Regions from separate parts of the Mus musculus genome. Here all the other regions are linked to region 3. The links are chromatin contacts, called in public HiChIP or PLAC-seq and capture Hi-C maps. All regions are on one chromosome and are shown on one strand. The core of a region is the stretch at or near the end of the contact, and the rest is flanking DNA. Distances in the headings are between cores, read along the strand shown. Region 1 has its middle 23 kb from the start of Helb. Region 2 holds the start of Irak3 (interleukin-1 receptor-associated kinase 3). Region 3 overlaps Grip1 (glutamate receptor interacting protein 1).

What was found. HiChIP or PLAC-seq counts read pairs in DNA pulled down with a chosen protein or histone mark. Capture Hi-C pulls out chosen DNA fragments and counts their contacts.
Region 1: a contact with region 3 is called in a capture Hi-C map of embryonic stem cells, with 2.7 times the contacts expected there. The contact joins two enhancer-like sites. A contact is called at or near these places in 1 of 484 Hi-C or Micro-C datasets (cerebral cortex), 7 of 115 datasets of contacts at active chromatin or transcription factors (astrocytes, craniofacial prominence, embryonic basal ganglia and 4 more) and 1 of 9 other capture datasets (embryonic stem cells).
Region 2: a contact with region 3 is called in an H3K4me3 HiChIP or PLAC-seq map of embryonic forebrain, with 4 times the contacts expected there. The contact joins the promoter of Irak3 here to the enhancer-like site in region 3. A contact is called at or near these places in 5 of 115 datasets of contacts at active chromatin or transcription factors (astrocytes, embryonic basal ganglia, embryonic forebrain and 2 more).

What each region holds. Positions count from the first base shown.
Region 1 is chr10:120,134,270-120,138,278 of GRCm38.p6, forward strand. No RefSeq gene overlaps it. Among named protein-coding and RNA genes, the nearest start is that of Helb, 23 kb to the left of the region's middle. Within about 2 kb of position 2,067, at least 24 of the 459 cell types and tissues checked have an H3K27ac peak or open chromatin away from gene starts, as enhancers often do. A contact at or near this core is called in embryonic stem cells, where this site is marked.
Region 2 is chr10:120,199,795-120,203,689 of GRCm38.p6, forward strand. Irak3 (interleukin-1 receptor-associated kinase 3) reads right to left here and starts at 1,803. Exons shown (of 12, transcript NM_028679.4): 1 at 1,533-1,803. The coding sequence starts at 1,665. Gm38500 (predicted gene, 38500) reads left to right here and starts at 1,796. Exons shown (of 3, transcript NR_166661.1): 1 at 1,796-2,055; 2 at 2,308-2,401; 3 at 3,154-3,895.
Region 3 is chr10:119,689,564-119,693,535 of GRCm38.p6, forward strand. All of the region lies in intron 1 of Grip1 (glutamate receptor interacting protein 1), which reads left to right. Among named protein-coding and RNA genes, the nearest start is that of Gm46207, 56 kb to the right of the region's middle. Within about 2 kb of position 2,423, at least 104 of the 459 cell types and tissues checked have an H3K27ac peak or open chromatin away from gene starts, as enhancers often do. A contact at or near this core is called in astrocytes, embryonic basal ganglia, embryonic forebrain and 3 more, where this site is marked.

The sequences.
Region 1 (4,009 bases), core at 817-3,316, 440 kb after region 3:
CTTTACGTTGTTCTAGTAATGACAGTCATTTTAGGTAGGAGTAACACATGCCAATTATACAGAATTTAGAAATTACAGGTAAGCAAAAGGAAAGACATCTCTACACCCACTTTCTTTGAGATAGTTATATTTTCTTCTAGTCTTCCTCTACTGTCATGCATTCATATGTTTTCTTTTTCGCAAAAATAGACACTGATTTTACACTGCAGGGTGCAGGCAGACCTGGTGCTGGAGAAGGAGCTGCGAGCTCTGTCTTTGATCCACAGGCGGCAGGAAGTGAACTGATTTGAGCTTCTGAGACCCCCAAGCCCATCCCCCAGTCATGCACCACGCACCACGCACCTCCTGCAACAAAGCCACACCTCCTCTAAGGCATTTTATCACGGTAATGGGAAAGTAACTAAGACGTAAAGTAGTAAAATATTGTGGCTCCCCATAAAGGGCGCAGACCTTCTGGAAGGAAAGCTCAGCGCCCTCCCACAGGGGAAGGAGATGAAATAACTGAAGGTTAATCTTGTGTGGGCTGGACAGTGATAGCTGGCAAGCCCTCCAGCCATGCTTGTGAGGAACTTTCTAGTAGACACTGAAGTTGAACGAGGACACCATGAAGAGGCGATTCCCCTCATGAATACAGATAGCCATCACGCCGACGGCCATGATTGAACGGAAGTAAAGGAAGGGGAGGGGCAAACTGCTGAGTCTCCTCAGCAACGGGACAGCCAGCCATCTCTCCTGTCTTCAGGTGGAGTATTTCTATTTCTCTGTCCTTCTGAGTCCGGGACCGGTGTCTTACCTGTTCTCAGAGCCCAGACTGAGTTACTCCACTGGCTTGCGAGCGTCTCACTTTACAGATGTCAAATGATGGGGCATCTTAGCTTTCCTAATCATGGAAGCCAGCTACTAAAGGCCTTTCCTCTTATTTATCTATAGATACTCCATTGGTTCCGCTCCTCTGGAGAGCACCGACTAATATGATATTGATTTACCAGCTGAGAGAGAAAAGGACCAGGAAGGGCTGATGAAAGGAGCCGGCTAGAAGTAGAATTTTCAACCAATGACAATGTAGTGATGTTCTGTAGCTAGAGCAGCCAGCCATACATGCTTACTTCTGATTTTCCTTGTACTTACTTGCAAAAATTAATCTGGAAGATATAACTTAAAAAAATAAAAGAAAAGGTAATGCCATCTAGAGGTAGAAGCTAATGAGAATTTGTGTCACGTTTTTCATATATATATGCATATATATATGTGTGTGTGTATATATATATTATATGTGCATGTATATGCATTCCCATCCATAGGTGTATGTACATTGCACATGTATGTGGAGATCAGCGTTCGATACGGGGTGTCTCTCTTGATGCTCTCTGTTTTATTTACTGAGGCAGTTCTTTTGTTGAACACCTATGTCCCTGATTGATGTGCTTGCCCAGAGTCCTCCTGTCTTTGCCTTCCAGTTGGACTACAGAGAGGTCAACCTCATTTCTGAGCATTTTTATGGGTACTTACTAACACTCCAGTCTTCAGGCTTGCAAAAAGGTTTTATCCACTGAGCCACCTCTCCAGGTTCATGTCACCTATTTTAAGAGAACGTGAGCCTCGTCCTCATTCAAAATTGCATAATACAATTACCACCCCTGGAAATTTAAATATGTGGTAGACAAGCACATTTGAGTGCTTAATAAGTTAAAGGGCCGGAGTTGTCTGTTGGGCCATGTGATAGCTGCTCTTGGTTGTCAACTTTGCTACATCAGGAATTAACCAAAACCCAAGCTATTGGGTATACCTGTGAGGGAATTTCTTGACTGGTTCATTCCAGGTGGGAAGACACGCCCCCCTCCGCCCCCTTTAGCCAGGCCACACCTTCTACCGGCAGCCAATGCAAAGAACATGGACCAGGAAGCTCTTGTTCGTTCCCCACTTCCCCACACACTTGCCAGCGCGTTCCTTCCTTCACTGGCACTGGAATTACTTCTGGATTCCAGCCAGAGGCTCCCCTAGGCTAGCAGGGAGAGGCACTGTTAGGAGGCGTGGCATTGTTGGAGGAAGTGTGTCTCTCAATTCACTTCCTGCTACCTTCGGATCAAGATGTACGACTCTGAGCTCCGTCTCCAGCACCATGTCTGCCTGCGTGCCACCGTGCTTCCTCTTTGAGAATAATGGGCCTCTGATCTGTAAGCCAGACCCAATTAGATGCTTTCCTTTATGAGTTGTCATGGTCATGGTGTCTCTTCACAGCAATAAAAACCCTAAGGCATAGTCTATACACATAAATGTTAATCAGTGTTTGATTCATATGATCTAGAGCCAGTGGGGACTACGATGGCTAAAGAAACTCCATTAATGCTAGGCAGCCATCTTGGTACCCATCAGCCATTTGTCTCTGACTTCAGTCCCTGGAAGATAAGTTCCCAGTAACCTGGCCCAGTGATCCCACCCAGTCTTGTCCATGTATAAGCCTTGACTATCTACTTGCTACAATATGGCTAACTGCATTTTTGGCTTCTGTAATTTGCTTATACAGACACCCAATGGTCATTTTGGGGTCTCCTTGATGGAACAGACCAGTTTTTACTTGCTTTCATAGATAGTGAAGGTCTTCTTGTGGTTTTTGCCTTTAAAAGACCTTTTCCCACACCCTCCTTCATGACATGTCTGAGATTCAGCTTTAAGCCTGTCATCCTGCTAGGAGCTAATCAATAGATCCCTTAATTATAATTGAATTGAGTCTGTGGTCTTTTCCCAGGGGTCAGGACATGACATCATGACGTCCAATTGTTTCTGCTCATTCCTGTTCCTCCCTTCTTTTGTACTTTAGGGAAGAATTCTATTTCCTCCATGAACTTGACAGCCGGCTTCTCCTTAAGAACATGGAAGGGATGGCGATACCTTTTCTTCTTCTGCTTCTAAATGAGCCCTAACAGCGATGATAGGGGCATAAAGAGCGGCCAGTTCTTGCTTCCTCCTCCGCAGAAGCATTAGTAGTTGGCACTCAGCAACACAGCAGCCCCCAGCTCTTAGGTCTGCCTATTTCCTGTCATCCTTAAAAGTAGAGAAGTGTCAATAATCTCTGGGTAAATTCATATCCTCATTTCTTCTAGTTCTAGATATTTTACCACTTTAATAATTAATTCCTAATCTTCATTTCCTGTTTGAAATACCAAGTAGGTGTACTATTTCTTTGAAAGGCCAACCACTAATCCAGACAAATGCAAACCCCAATTCAGGCAAAGGGAAACTTAGAATAGGAGGGAATCGAAAGGGACTGTGGGTCCTCGATGAGACCTTTTCCCTGGGAAACAATGAACGGTGCCGTTCAGCTCATTCAAATGATTACTGACGCCCAGATGATAGCGCCGGGATGCGAGGTGGAGAGAAAGATGGGGTAGCGCCAGCAAGTTCTTCTAAAATTCAGCGGTTATTTTTTCATTAGGTAAATGCATTTTAATAGCCTATATAGGCTGTGAGTAAACACATAAATTATTTTCCTGTCTTCCGAGTGCTAGACAAATGCATGATGAAAATGTCAGTGATTGCTCTGCCTCCTGTCTCCACCAAAGCCTTAGCGCTGTCAGCAGGGGATTAATATAAACAGGCATATTGGCTTCGTACCCATGGCCTGCTGCAATCTTATATTTTTCTGAAGGCTATATAAAATAGAAACGGTAAGAGGTCAGAGATTAATATTTACCCTTGGCTGAAGTCAGTACAACTCTTTTTTTTTTTTTTAATCTTAAATTAAAAACCATAAAAGAGAGGTAAGACAAGATTCCGTGTCTGGCAGCCCCACTATACAATTTGCTGCTTACTTTCAGGATGACATGAAATTATCATCAGTAGTAGGATAACCAGAGACTATTTATTTATCCCATGCTTCAGCACGCCATTTGGAACTGGTTCCATTATGAATTACATTTCCCTAACTCCTCTCTTGGGGACATTTGCCCTGATGGTGCAGTTGGTATCAAGGGGCATTTCCCTTCCAGGAAATACAAAGTAACGTTGGCAC
Region 2 (3,895 bases), core at 553-3,052, 510 kb after region 3:
TTTGCCTGAGCTTTTTGTTTGTTTGTTTGTTTGTTTGTTTTTCGAGACAGGGTTTCTCTGTGTAACCATGGCTGTCCTGGAACTCACTCTGTAGACCAGGCTGACCTTGAACTCAGAAATCCGCCTGCCTCTGCCTCCCAAGTGCTGGGATTAAAGGCGTGCGCCACCATGCCCGGCTGAGCTTTTTTGTTACTATATCACCACTTTACAATATGTAGTTGCTCAGTTTACCAAATCTGCATAAAATGGATATTTGAAGATAACTTTTGAGATTAATATGAAGAGGCTTTCTTTACAATTTTATTGCAGTAGATTTGGCAAATAAGCAAAAAACATTTAATTAAGAAAAGTGGAAATCGGGGCTGGAGAGATGGCTCAGTGGTTAAAGAGCACTGACTGCTCTTCGGAAGGTCCTGACTTCAATTCCCAGCAACCACATGGTGGCTCACAACCATCCGTAACGAGATCTGGTGCCCTCTTCTGGAGTGTCTGAAGGCAGCTACAGTGTACTTACATATAATAAATAAATCTTAAAAAGAAAGAAAGAAAGAGAGAGAGAGAGAGAGAGAGAGAGAGAGAGAGAGAGAGAGAGAGAGAAAGGAAGAAAGAAAGAAAGAAAAGTGGAAATCACATCCACCGCAAACAGCATTTCCCTTATAGATTATTGGAGACTTATTGGAAACAGCGAAGTGGGTTATGCATGCCATCTGAGTTCTGTCCCAGGATCCCGTGGTGGAAGGAGAGAACTGGTTCCTGGAATTTGTCTTCTAGATGCGGGAGGAGTGTGGGATACACACACAAAAAACACCAAAGAATAGATATCTTAAAGTTCTAAAAGAAAGGAAGGAAGGAAGGAAGGAAGGAAGGAAGGAAGGAAGAAGGAAAGGAGAAAAGAAAGAAAGAAAGAAAGAAAGAAAGAAAGAAAGAAAGAAAGAAAGAAAGAAAGAAAGAAAGAAAGGAAGGAAGGAAGGAAGGAAGGAAGGAAGGAAGAAAGAAAGAAAGAAAGAAAGAAAGAAAGAAAGGAAAGAAAAGAAAGTAAGTTTGCTTTTTGTTTTTGAGATGGCGTCTCATGTTTCCCAAGCCAGCTAGGAACTCTCTACAAGGAGAGGATGCTCTTGAGCATCTGTCCTGCCTACTTCTACCTCTCAATGACTGGCACTACCACTGTCTGTTTTATTCCAAGCTAGGGAATCGAACATGCAGCTTCATACATCTATAGGTAAGCACTCTAGCAACTGAGCGGCATCTCAAAAAAGAAGTTATAATATTAAAAAAATCTGATGTAGGGGTTGTAGAGCCAGTAGCCATGCCCTGCATACGGTAATATTTGCATACTGCTGCGCACACTGCAAACCGAGTGAAGCGAGAATCTCTTCCCAGCACGGGATGCTTTCTTGACATCTGACATACCCAATCCCCTAACTTGATACAGCAGTACCCCACTGTCAGAGAGGGAAGGAGAGTGAGTGGCAGGTCCCCGGGTTTGCTGAGTCCCTCGCGGGGGAGGACCGGCAGGTCTGAGTCGCACTCACCCAGGCCCCGCCAGCCGAGCGGGCCATCGCAGCTGTCCAGGATCCCGCAAAGCTCTCCCAGCAGTGCGGGCGGCAGGTCGAAGAGCAGCAACTGTGGCGACAGCGCGCCACGGGCCCCGCACCGGCCGGCCATCGCGGAGTCCCGGGACCCCACGCAGAGAAGCAGGGAGGTCGCCGCTGTCACCGCCTTTCACAACCGCGGAAATTCAGCTCCACGACGGCTGCCCGGAGCTTGCAACACGCCGTCGCAGGGCGGGCCCCACGTGACGTAGGGAGCCGCTCCCCAGGGATGCGCCCTGCGAGACCTGGGCTGCCCTTGCTCCTAGCCGCTGTCCCGCGACCCTGCGCGCCGCACCCCAGGTCATCTTTGTTATGAACCGTTCTGTCCGTCCCCGTCTTGGGACATGACCCAGGAGACCAGCCAAGAAAATGAGGGCGGGGAACAGCGGCTGGAATCCGGGAAAGCCGCCACCCCTCTGCTGCTCTGGGACGGGCGGCCTCCTGGCCACGATGGATCTAAGAGGTTTGTGTTACATCTTTTAAAGTTTCTCTTTGTCCCGTCAGGAAAGAAATGCGTGCTCACCGAGAAACACGTTTTTGCCAAATAACTTTAAACGGAAGGAAACGTGTACACGCCGGGCGAAATGGACATAAAAAGAAAACCACAACAAACAGGCCAAACCTGGGCAAACAAACTGCTCATCCTTGCTGCAGAAGGCAACCCCTGCCGTCGTGCCGCTTGGTTTTACTACAGTCTCCCTTTCTTTCCTCGCAGTGCTTCAACGAGTTTGCAAAATGAAGTTTAGGAAACATTGGCTGGTGTGTTGAAATATTCTACCGTTTATGCTGTAATGACCACCGCAGGAACGGTACGGATACTACTGACAAAGGAGGTGGGAAAATGAAGTGGGAGATTTTATGATAACCAGGCACTGAAAAACAAACTCCTGTTTCAATCCCCTGAGCTTGTCTTTGGAATGGCGCCCCCTGGCGGTCAGCAGCAATGGTGCCTGGGCATTCAGTACCCACAGTGGCAAAGTTAGAACTGTTTGAGCAAAACTTCTTAAGTCTCCTCATTCTAAGGACTACGGTTTTATCAGGCTACACCCCAAAAAGGGTCTCTATGCCACCATGCTGAGCATCAGAGGGAGAGAAGATTGATACAGGGTTCTTTTTGACTTTCTAGACCAGACAAAAGCAACCTGAGACGTGTGCCTGCACAGGAAATCGCCATGTGTGGTTGTGTTAGCTTTCTGACAAAATGCCCCCACCGAGCAGCTTCAAAAGAAGAAGTTGTTTGGTACACAACCTCGGAACTTCAGTCCATGGTTGCTTGACCCCAATGTCTTTTGAGGTCTCTGAGAAGCCAAAGTGTCATAGCGTAAGTGATCCATGGCGGCAGGAAATGAGAGAGAGGGAGGGAGGAAGGGGGACAGGGCCAGGGTACCAAATTCCCTTCAAGGGATCTGATTTATTTGCACTAAGACCTATCTGGTTCCGGTTCAGTCGCCTATCAGCACTGTAGGCTGGCAAGCAAGCTTTTAGTATATGGGCAGTCAGAGGATGTTTAATATCCTCACTATAACAATAACAGTAACACTCAAAATGTTTGCATCACCAGGTCTTCTAATGCGGCATGAGGCAAGGAGAAAGAGATTGGGGGCAAGATACACCCTCCAAAGCCACGCCTCCAATGACATAATCCATCCGTGAAGTCAGTGTCTGTGAGCTGCTTACCTCTACACTACACTACACTACACTACACTACACTACACTACACTACACTACACCAGCTGGGAACCACGTGGCCAAGCGTGCACTCTCAGTGCTTCCTGTCCACGCCATAATAAACGTGTTTCTCATCTCTAGAGGTGAACCATCTAGACCCCTAGATAAGTCTCATCTTTTCTTAGCGGCTCTGGATCCTAAAACCCTTTCCTTCTAACAGAAGGGTATGCGAGCAGCCGTTGTTGTCTGTCTCTGAGATTTTAACTTTGCTTCACTCGCCTGGCTCATCTCCATCACAATTTAAATACGATACTAATTTTTCGGCCTTCAAAACAAAATGTTCTGCATCTTTCTTCCTCATAGAGTTGTGTAGTCTCACCATCACTTTCTCTTACCCTACTCTCAATCGGGCCACTTTGCACCCCTCAAACGGTTCTCCTCAGTGCCACCCAAGTCTTTCTTGCACAGCATTGGCACTCACATCCTCTGGGCAGCCTCAGTCCTATTACTATCTGTCGCTGTCAATTGAAAAACGAAGCTTGAAGAAAGATGCCGTCATGAGCTAGGAGAGCTTCATTCTACAAAGGGAGACTGTGATAAGAAGGGCTCGGCTCCCTCAGTATGTTGCTTGCCTT
Region 3 (3,972 bases), core at 1,173-3,672:
TTGTGGACAGTTTCACGTGTCTGGGACTGTTTTTCTGCAAAGATGGCTACTTACTACTGGTTGAGATGTTGGTCTCAGCAAATACTGAAGGTGAGAGTCAGTGAATGTCAGGGGTAAGTTTTAAGTTGCTCTTTCTAAAGGTATCGTCCATTGGCAAGAGCTCTGCTCCTCCGAGTGTGTCGGCCCTTCTGGATTGGAAAGGAGCTTTTAACTAATACACAGCATCCACTCAGGCTACTGTGTAGCTGCCCGTTACAGCGGTAGTTGTAGATGCAGGTAGATAAAATGGGTCTCTGCATTGTTTCTGGAGAACACATGCGTTTTCTAAATTAATTACACCAATGAGGGTATTTGCTTGGTTCAATTAAGAAAAAAAAGATCACTACCCTGCTATTCCTACTCTGTGTCTTGGTTATGGTTTCTATTGTTGTAATGAAACACCATGACCATTATAAGAGCAAGCTGGGGAGGAAAGGGTTTATTTGACTCACACTTCCACAGCACTGTCCATCATTGAAGGAAGTCAGGACAGGAACTCACACAGGGCAGGAACCTGGAGGCAGGAGCTGATGCAGAGGCCATGGAAGGATGCTGCTTACTGGCTTGCTTCGCACCATACAGTCATCTTTCTTATACTACCCAAGACCAGTAGCCCAGGGATGGTCCCGCCCAGGGTGGCCTGGGCCTTCCCCACCCATCCCTAATTGATCTCAAGTTTACCTGCAGCCTGATCTTATGGAGGCATTTTCTCAATTGAGCCTCCTTCTTCTCTGAGGACTTTAGTGGACATAAAACTATCCGGCTCGCTCTGTTTTCAGGAACAATGGCATAGGAAAGACTTGGTATTTCATGCAAGTGACTCTTGGGTAGACAAGATAATCTCTTAATTAGCAGCAGAAACTGTCTACTCCCTGCCCCAACCTTGTTCAGTTGATAAGCTGTGGCCTGGAACCAGTCCTGCGGCTTCTTTTCTTCCCCGAGGAGGGCTACGCACCCTTGTGTAGTGCTCTTAGGCTGATTTGAGAGACCATGCTGCTACTCACTTACTGACCTGTTATTCAAAGTCTCGACTGCACATCTGCAAGCCTCTGCGTAATTGGTTTTAATTGTTCTGCTTTGGTTGAGGAAGCCAGAATAATAACAAAAAGATTCAGAACCTAAGGACGGTGATTTTTGTTGTTGTTGTTGCTGTTGTTTAAAGATGTTCATGAAATGTTTTATAGCATCTTTCTGTCAGCATCGTTAGGTCTGTGTCTCTCGACACAAATCCAGCCTTCTCCAGCATGCAGAATGAGAAACCTCAAAGCATAGGGGAAATTCATGGGAGGATTGCATGTGACTGCACACACTTCAGAGCCAGAACATTCCTGGTCGGTAAATATTTGACTTCCTAAATAAAATTGTCCCGCCTTCATTATGAGCAATCTATATCTGAAAACTGAGCCCTGTCTAAATGCAGGAGAGAGACCAATTGCCTGTGAACCCAACGACAAGTAGTGGGAGTACAGCCAGCCCCCTTGGGGTGGCTTGCACACTCGTTATGATATGGTTATTGAACAACCATTATTCCGTCACAAGGCATTTCTTTAAATTACAATTCTGGGAACAAGGAGCTGAGGAATATCATTAGTCCGCTAGGTAATAGGCTGACATGTGAGTGATGAATTAGACTGGGAACCAAATGACTTGTTCCTCCTGTTAGGAACCCCCATCCATGCGGAGACCCTCTGAAGAAAGACCCTAGAGGAGGGAGTGTTACACAGGAGTCATGTTTTCCCATGTAGCCTCTAGGGAACTTCGGTCCTTTGGACTCAAGTATTTTTGATAGAGTTGGGGGTTTTGTTTTTGTTTTTAAGTTGTTTGTGAATTTTGAAGATAAGGATAAAGGCTTGGACACATTCAATTCAGAGTGGAGTTTCATCTGCCTCTCAGCTCCTGTGTTTTATTGTTAAGCGGTGTGACACCTCTCAGCCTGAATCAACCTGGAGTTCCAAGTTGGATTGTTTGTGTTCCCTTTCCCTGACACCACGCTGCTGGCCGCCGGTCCCTTTACCAGTCCCTTTATTTGCTGTTCCTAAGCCTATGAGAGGCTTCTCTGAGAAGCGCATTTTAATATTTAGATCAAACAGCGATTGGAATACATTAATGCCCAGTGGGTTTGAAAGCAGCTGCTGAGCCTTCTCCCTGCTGCTCCAATTAACACATGCAGCACGCTCAGTCAGCAAGAGGGCTGTGCGTATGGGTGAAACCACTTTGCAAGATCACTAGTGTGGCTTGCCAGAGAGCCGAAGGGTTAACCAGCCTTCCCTACTCCTAAACCGCAGCTTTCTAGGAAGTTTTCCATCCGGCTGCTGTGCTTTGAGCAGAGGAATGCTAATAGGAGTGGGCAGGATTAGCAGGTGGGCAAAGCCAGGCTCTCCCTACTTTGGTTCAGTCCATTGACTAGCGCGCTTCCCCACCCCCGCTCGGTGATGGAGGTGTGGGGTAGTGACATTTTAGTGCTGGGATGCCTCTTGCTTCAAGCTGCATATCTTGAACTTTTGTTTGGTTCTGAAACAAGTTGAAGCCCACAGCTTCGCGGGTTATTTTTCCCCTTTTCCTTCTTTAATTGATATCTTTTATCATAATCTTACTTTTTTTCTCTAACCCACCCATCCTTAAAAAAAAAAAAAAATAGGAGAATTGTCAGTTTCTTGGGCTAAAAGAGAAGTCTTCCCAAGCTACTCCCACGTCGCTGTTGTGTTTTCTCCTGCTGTGGCTGAACTCTCTCAGCCTTGATGGGCACAAGGAGAAAGGCTGGAGGGTGATGAGTCCCGGTCCCCGGGCTTGGTGAGGGTCATTCATGCTCCACCGGCTTGAAGAGCAGCTGGGCTCTCGGCTCTGCTGCTGGCTGCGCCTCTGCCGCGGCTGCCCCGGGAGCCAGTCATGGACCGCTTCCTGGGATTTGTCAAGCAGATTCGGAGATCTAGGAGAAGAAAGGGGAAAAAGTACCGGCCGGAAGAGGACTACCAGGAGGGCTACGAGGATGTCTATTACTATGCTTCGGAGCATTTTCGAAGTAAGCGCTTCCCACCACCACCCCTCCCCTTCCTGGTCCTTCTCACATGCACCGGCTAACAATAAACCTTGCCTGCTTCTTTCCTTTACTCTTAGAGGCAAAAGACTTTCCAGATGGTGTTCTTGGGAAGTGCTAGATCCATCCTGCTTGATTTGTTGAGTGTATGGCCACCGGATCATACCGAGACGCTATTACCAGTGCGGGTCTATACAGAGGTTAAAATTGTAGGTGGAATCGATTGACTCTGTTACTTTAAGGAGCCGTTCGAAAAAGTGTCTTGTAGGTTGGCTAGAATATGTTCTGTTGAAGTTGTAATTTCTTTTCAATCATCTCATGTGCGTGTTGTTTTTTTCTCTCCTTTCGAGATAGAGGAGGTTGATTTGTTTGAAAGTCATTGTTCGTGTTGGAGTTGCTGCTCAGGCTTAATGCTCACCGTCCCAACTTCTGGACAGTTCCCTGGGATGAAGTGTGTGTTGTTTGTACTCTGAAGGTTCAAATGCTTTTTTTCTGATGCTTGTTCATAACCTTGTTATTAAGTTAGGGGAACTGGCTTGCCGTCAGTAGCAGTAGCAATACCTGTAGAATAAAAACAAAAACCACCCACATGGAGACCTTTGTAAATTGACTTTAAAATAGCGGAGGACTAAATTTTTTCTTGTACCTGTCAGGGCTCTAGGTTCCTGGCGAGGCTTAGACGGGTCCCCTTAGATTTAAAATGCTCAGAAATGCCTCAGGGTGAAGAGAGAACGCATTTCCCTGCCAAGATCACTGTGTTTATGTGCCCAGATGAAGGGGAGGCAGGCGACAGCTATGTGTGATCTACATTTTAAAAATTAAAAATCATTCCCTATCTTTTTGAGCAAGGATCATCATGAACTTGTACCCGTATCCCATTTTTTCCCCTTCTGGCTTTT